2 separate regions of the Macaca mulatta genome follow, and region 2 is linked to region 1. Evidence: chromatin contacts called from public Hi-C data. All regions are on one chromosome and are shown on one strand. Each heading gives the region's core, a stretch centred on a gene start, on an enhancer-like site or on the middle of the called end of the contact. The rest is flanking DNA. Distances are from core to core; before and after follow the strand shown. Region 1 holds the start of GINM1 (glycosylated integral membrane protein 1). Region 2 holds the start of KATNA1 (katanin catalytic subunit A1).

The links. A called contact is a pair of places that touch in the nucleus more often than the background predicts.
Region 2: a contact with region 1 is called in a Hi-C map of fetal cortex germinal zone, with 2.2 times the contacts expected there. The contact joins the promoter of KATNA1 here to the promoter of GINM1 in region 1. A contact is called at or near these places in 2 of 14 Hi-C or Micro-C datasets (cortical neurons and fetal cortex germinal zone).

The regions. Positions count from the first base shown.
Region 1 is chr4:68,063,689-68,067,039 of T2T-MMU8v2.0, reverse strand. It overlaps GINM1 (glycosylated integral membrane protein 1), which reads right to left and starts at 1,760. Exons shown (of 8, transcript NM_001193728.2): 1 at 1,541-1,760. The coding sequence starts at 1,660.
Region 2 is chr4:68,157,297-68,160,647 of T2T-MMU8v2.0, reverse strand. KATNA1 (katanin catalytic subunit A1) reads left to right here and starts at 1,840. Exons shown (of 10, transcript XM_028847201.2): 1 at 1,840-2,151.

The DNA of each region.
Region 1 (3,351 bases), core at 511-3,010:
GGTCCAAGAAGGGAGAACTGAAATAATAAAATCACTAAGAGCCAGCTGACAATGCAGTGTATTTTAAGCCTGCAGTCAAAATGTATTTTTCACAGATTATATAGACCTAAACATCGCTTGACACATAGGTGTCAATTATGAATCTTTAAAACTTGAAAAATGGGAAAATAATGTCCATATTTCCAGAACTTTTTAGAACTATTTCACTTTTATTTGGTCCCTTGGTGCCTGTCCATCACATTCCTATTGTTTAACCAGATGCAACTGTGATCCACATATAATTTCAGATATAGGTGGTTCTTACGGCAGGCAATGTCTGGCTTCTTGTAATGCCCTGCAGAACTGAGACATGCTCGTCATTTTTGTACCCACATGGGGTAATGTCATTATTCTAAAACGTTAAAACTTGCTTTGTTTTGTTTTTGTTTGAGACGGAGTCTCGCTCAGTCACCCAAGCTGGAGTGTAGTGGCACGATCTTGGCTCACTGCAACCTCTGCCTCCTGGGTTAAAGCAATTTTCCTGTCTCAGCCTCCCGAGTAGCTGGGACTACAGGCACCTGCCACCACGCCCGGCTAATTTTTCTATTTTTAGTAGAGACGCGGTTTCACCTTGTTGGTCAAAGTGACATTTACCGTGCCCTTCACCTTTATATTTAGAGTGTTCGTATTCAAGTCTTGAGGAGTAAGATAAGGTGTACCGACATAGTCTCTTGTCATTCTCAGAAAACTTGCACTTTAAAATATTCAAACTTTTCCCTACCATTCTACTGAAAAAAAGGCTGATACTGGCCTAGGTAGGCACGACTCTACGGCAGAAATGGTGAGCATCAGCCACGTTTCAATGTTAGGATGCCTCGATTCTCCCACCTCAGCCGGCATCAGAAGCACCTGTAGGACTCGCCAACCCGGACTGCTGGGCCCCGCCCCCAGAGGACGGGCTGAGTTCCCAGCGGATGCCGACGCCGCCGATCGCGCCCCGCCGTGAGAACTTCTCCTCCAACATCCGACAAAAACACTACGTCGCGCGAGGGCCGGGTCTCTGCCTCTGCCCACCTCAGCCCAGCGGAGCCCCGCAGCCTCGGGACCGCGGGCCCTCGCGATCGCAGGCCGAGCAGGCACAGGTGGCCTGGAAACGCGCGAAGTGGGCAACTTCCACACTTCCCGAGCACGCAAACATTCCCTGCCCAAGCGCCGGCTCTACCCCGGGAAGGCGCCATTACGAAGGCCCGCGATCACCGGCAATCGCGCGCTTCGACGGCAAAGCCCCGTCAGGTCGCGCGCCGGCTTGGGCCGCCGGAGAGTCAGTGTGGGGTGGCTCCAGGCTCACTCACAGCGACGCAGCCCCAGTAGGTCCCTTCCCTCTTACCTCGGCCTCCCACGCCGCCCCAATTTCCTGGGGTGCTTCTCCCCACACCTCCTTCGGGGGCCCGGACCCCCGCCCCTGCCCACCGGTGGGATGTGGAAAGCGTCATTGTGGACTGCCCGGGCCTCCCGGAGGGTCGGAGTCGTAAAGCGGCCAGCCGGGTCCGCCCTGCCCTACCTGTGGGGCTCCGGACAGCGGCGGCGGCTCGGGGGCGCCCGTCGTCAGCCACCCGGCGGCGGGTAGCGCCACGAACAGCAGCAGCCGGAGGGCGAGCGGCCCCGGTGGAGCGCCCTCCATCTTGGACAACCGGGGCAGAGTGCAGCGGCGGCCGGGAGGTGAGGGCGGAGCCGGCCCGCGGGAGGGGCGGAGCTTCGGCGGGCGGGGCGGGGCGGGGCGGGGCGGGGCGGGGCGGGCTGTCCCCTTCCAGGGAGGCCACGGAAGGCACTGGGAGACTCCGAGATCCGGCTCGCCGGGGAAAAGCGTTTGCGCACGCGCAGCGCCGCGCGGCGTCCAGGGGCGGAGTGAAGTCTTGGAAGGTACGGCCCCTCATTAGACCCGCCCTCAGGATTGGACAGGACTCCAACTTGAGCAATGCAAATATTCTCGTAGCCATTATTTTAAAAATTAGTATATATACACATGCATGTGTCTTGGTGTGTACATGTACATGTACCTATACGATGAAAACAATGGAAATATTTCAGAAAACTGTTGTACATTAAAAATGAAACATCGCATTTAGAGGGGAAATTTTTATTAAGTGGGTAATTTCCCACCCTTGGGTGCACGTGGGACTCTCCCGGAAAGCTTTAAAAAGTACTGGGGTCTCCCTGAACACAGCACTTTCCAGCCTGGGCTGCGGCTCGGGCCCTGGTGGTTTTTAAATTTTCTTGGGTGATTGATTCATTGTGGGGCCAAGGTTGAGGATGCGCCACGCTTATCGTTCAGCATTCCGCCGACCCCTGGAGGCGGCGCAGGGACAGCGCTCAGCTGGAAGCCAGCACACCTGGGCGCTCAGCGCCTTTTTGGTCAGTATCGTAACTCTAAAGTGAAAGTGTTAGACTTTTCTTCCACTTTTCAGATTAAAAAAAAAAAAGTTACGGAACCCTGTAAAGCAGAGAGTAGCAAGAAATTCAAGCATTTTAGATTAACAGGATTGCATGTTGATTGAGAAAAACTTGGAAACTTGGCCATTCAGGCAGAATAAGAGAAATATTTAGTCTTCCTTTGAAATAAAACTTTTGACATGAAAAGGGAAACAAGAATCTGCTTCTCTCTTTGAGCCCCCTTTACTCCTTTTAACACCCTCCTGCCACTTGCCTGCTTCCCCTCCCCCCGCCAGAATAAGTTATAAAAGTTTTGGCTGAAGACTCCTTTCAACTAACTCCGGGCTTACTCTGAGATTCCCCACGCCACTGTTAAGCTACAAGAGATTTCACAGCGAAGCCCCACCCACTTCTGGGTTCCATCTGCAAACTTGGCCTTTTCACTTTTTTCCTACTGCTGAAATTAAAAATGAATTTGGAGATGGACGTGGTAGTTTGTGCCTGTAGTCCCAGCTATGCAGCAAACACAGGCAAGAGGATCGCCCGAGTCTATTTAAAAAAAAAAAAAAAAAAAGGAATCTAGAAGCCGAGCGCAGTGGCTCATGCCTGTAATCCCAACACTTTGGAAGGCCGAGGCGGGTGGATCACTTGAGGTCAGGAGTTCGAGAACACCCTGGCCAACTTGGTGGAACCCCATCTTTACTAAAAATACAAAAATTAGCCAGGCATAATGGCACGCACCTGTAATTCCAGCTGCTAGGGAGGCTGAGGCAGGAGAATCGCTTGAATCCGGGAGGCAGAGGTTGCAGTGAGCCAAGATCGCGCTATTGCACTCTAGCTTGCGCGATGGAGTAAGACTCCGTCTCAAAAAAAAAAAAAGAATCTGGAAGTCAGAAAACATGACATGTGGATGTGTATAATTTGAATTAGTAATATAAGGTT
Region 2 (3,351 bases), core at 591-3,090, 94 kb before region 1:
AGCCTGGGCGACAGAGCTAGACTCTGTTTCAAAACAACAACAACAACAACAAAAACAAAAAACAAAAAAACCTTCATATATAATACACGTATGTACACGTAATAAAATGTGCCCAGTTTGTGTACTGTTGATGAATTTTAATAAATGTATACACCTCTGTAAGCACTACCCTAACAGAACATTTCCTTTCCATCACCTTAAACATTTCCTGGGGTCTTTCAACAATCTAGTTCTTCTCCCCCACCTCCTGAATAGAGCCTCAGGCAGCCAACTACTGATCAGCTATTACTATAGATTAGTTTTGCCTGTTGTGGAATTTTTTTTTTGAGACAGTCTTGCTCTGTCACCCAGGCTGGAGTGCCTCAGCCACTCAAGTAGCTGGGATTACAGGTGTGCGCCACCAGGCCCAGCTAATATTTGTATTTTTAGTAGAGATGGGGCTTCACTATGTTGGCCAGGCTGGTCTCAAACGCCTGACCTCAAGTGACCCTCCTGTCTCGGCCTCCCAAAGTGCTGGGATTACAGGTGTGAGTCACCGTGCCTGGCCTAGAATTTCGTATAAATGGAATCATACAATGTGTATTAATATTGTGGCCTTTGAGAAGTTTTTAAACTGTAAATTGGCTTTATAAATTCAAACCATACCTTTGAACTCATATAAAAGATGAAGGTTGAATTAGGGTAATTAATCTGTACCTCCCTGAATTGGTTTTGATTCCAAAAATATATACTAAATATAGTTTCCTGTTCCCTATTACAATAGAGTTCATATTTACTACAGTGAAACTATTATTCTCTACTCAGTTGAGAATGTTACAAGACTTTAAGCCCCATGAAACATTCTATTTTGTGACCACTGTATATCCAGTGCCAACACTGTCTCACACATAGTAGTTGCTAAGTAAACATTTGTTGACTGAATGGATGTATTTCCCCTGAATTGCTTTTACATGTCTATGTTAGATGACTGGGGTGCTTTTATTCTTTTTAGAGATAGGGCCTCACTTTGTCTCCCAGACTGGAGTGCAATGGTGCCATCATGGCCCACTGCAGCCTCCAACTCCTGGGCTCAAGTGATCCTCTTGTGTCAGTCTCCTGAGTGGTTGGGACTACAGGCGTGTGCCACCATGTTCAGACAATTTTTGTACTTTTTGTAGAGACAGGGGTCTCACTATGTTGCTCAGGCTGGTCTTGAACTCCTGGCTCAAGGTATCCTCCCGCCTCAGCCTCCCAAAGTGCTGGGATTACAGGGATGAGCCATTGTGCCCAGTTGGGATGTTTTAATGTTTGAAACTTACTTACCTTGCATTTTTAAAGGAATGTGTGATAAGTGCCCTATTCTGCCTCAAGTGATGGCAGAGGATGATTGAGACTGGAGGAAGCCCTGTGGAGTACATACGTGTAAATCATGAAATAGCATCATTTTCCTTGTCTCATCGTATTAAAACGGTGACCAAAAAAAAAAAAAAAAAAAAAAAAATCAATAAAATCCCACTAGCAGTGTGTCCGAGAATCTTTGTTTACCCCCTCCCTATTGTTATGTCATGACACGGAGCCCAGCTGGGGAATTCTGAATACTAGGTTCTAAAACAGGATTTGTCATAAACGAATTGCTTGATCCTGGACATTCACCTCTAAAATAGACACCTGACCTCGGTGTGTGTGTGAGTGTGGTGAAAATCAAATGGGAGGGAAAGTGGGCAAGCACCTGAACAAGGTACAGAGGCGCGCGATGTAGTACTATAATACCATCTATACCAAGGTCTATACTATCCGTGGTCGCCGCCGCCGCGTCCGCCGGGAGGAGGCGCCAGACTGCGCACGCGCGCCCCCGAGCCCGGCCACACCCTCTTCCGCCGCTGCAGCCCAGCGTCCTCGCTCCCGGGGTGTTGCCCCGCGTGCGCCGGAGTCGCTGAGGTCGTCCCCGGCACCGGAAGTGACCCTGGAGGGTTTGTCTTCAAATTCTCGGCGAGCAGAAGCCGCGCCGGCAGGTGGTGGTGACGATTGAACTGGGCAGTACTGGGGCCGTGAGCGGAGAGCAAGGTGGGCTGGACTGGGTCAGGCCCTCCTTCCTCGCTGCCGGGACCTCCACTCGGCCAATACTCTGTGCCTGGCGTTGGGCGGTTTCCCGAGGAGCTTGGGCCGCCGCAGGTGAGTTTTCACTCTGGCGGTGCTCTGGGGACCCCGGATTTTCCAGGGCCGGGTGGGTGAGGGACTCGGGAGGCCCGCAGCGAGAACCCGCAGCGCAACCCTCCGTGAGCCTGCCTGAGGTCTTAGGTCCTTGCTGTTGTCCCCGACAACTTGGCTTAGGTGACAGTCCCCCTACCTGAGGAATCCTGTCCGGCGGGGGACTTTTCGGGGGCTCTTGTCGATCCCGTCTTTTGGTCTGTGTCGTTAGCGAAGTCACCAGCCGAGAGTGTTTAGTCCTTCGCTTTTTTAACTGGTTCTCTCCGGAACCGGTTCACGCCCCCCACCCCGAAACCCTCACAGGTAAAAACCCCGATGGCCATGACATTGGGAGGCAACTCTCCTTAAAATTTGTTAGGTTAGAGTGATATTGTTGGGGATGTTATTTCTTATTTATTCTAGAGCGTGGCGTCCTCTGGAAGGCCTGTGGGCCTTTTGGTTTAGAGTTGGTACCTTTTAGAAAAGTTTTCCCTCGAAACATTAGTTTCATGTAAATGTGATGACAAAGTTAGAGACAGACGTAGATCCTGAAGTGCCTTATGGTGGATAATCTCAAGCTCTTATTTAATCAAAAATAGTTTCCTGCTATAACCGCGAAGGGTCGCTTTTATATTAGTTACTAACTTCCAACAGCACAGTGATGCTCTTTTCTCTTGAAAGCACTAATTTACGGCTTCCTCTTTGAAATTAGACGTTTAGTTATTGCTGAAAACATTCCCGATGTTTTAGAATGGGTGCAGTAGATCTTTGTCACGTAGTCACAATGATAGTCACCTTAGTAGATGTTAAGACAGATTCTTGAAATATTTTTACGGGCTTAAATGTCTCAATATAAAGCCCTGCTTTCTTTTCCAAAGGAGCTGGTTTTTGTTCTTTTTTTTTTTTTTTTTTGAGACAGAGTCTTGGTCTGTCGCCAGGCTGGAGTGCAGTGGCGCGACCTCGGCTCACTGCAAGCTCCGCCTCCCGGGTTCAAGGGATTCTCCTGCCTCAGCCTCCCAAGTAGCTGGGACTACAGGCGCGCTCCACCACGCCTGGCAAACTTTTTGTATTTTAGTAGAGATGGGGTTTCACCATCTTGGCCAGGCTGGTCTCGATTTCCTGACCTTGTGATCCGCTTGCCTAGGCCTCCCAAAGTGTTGGGATTACAGGCGTGAGCCCCTGCGC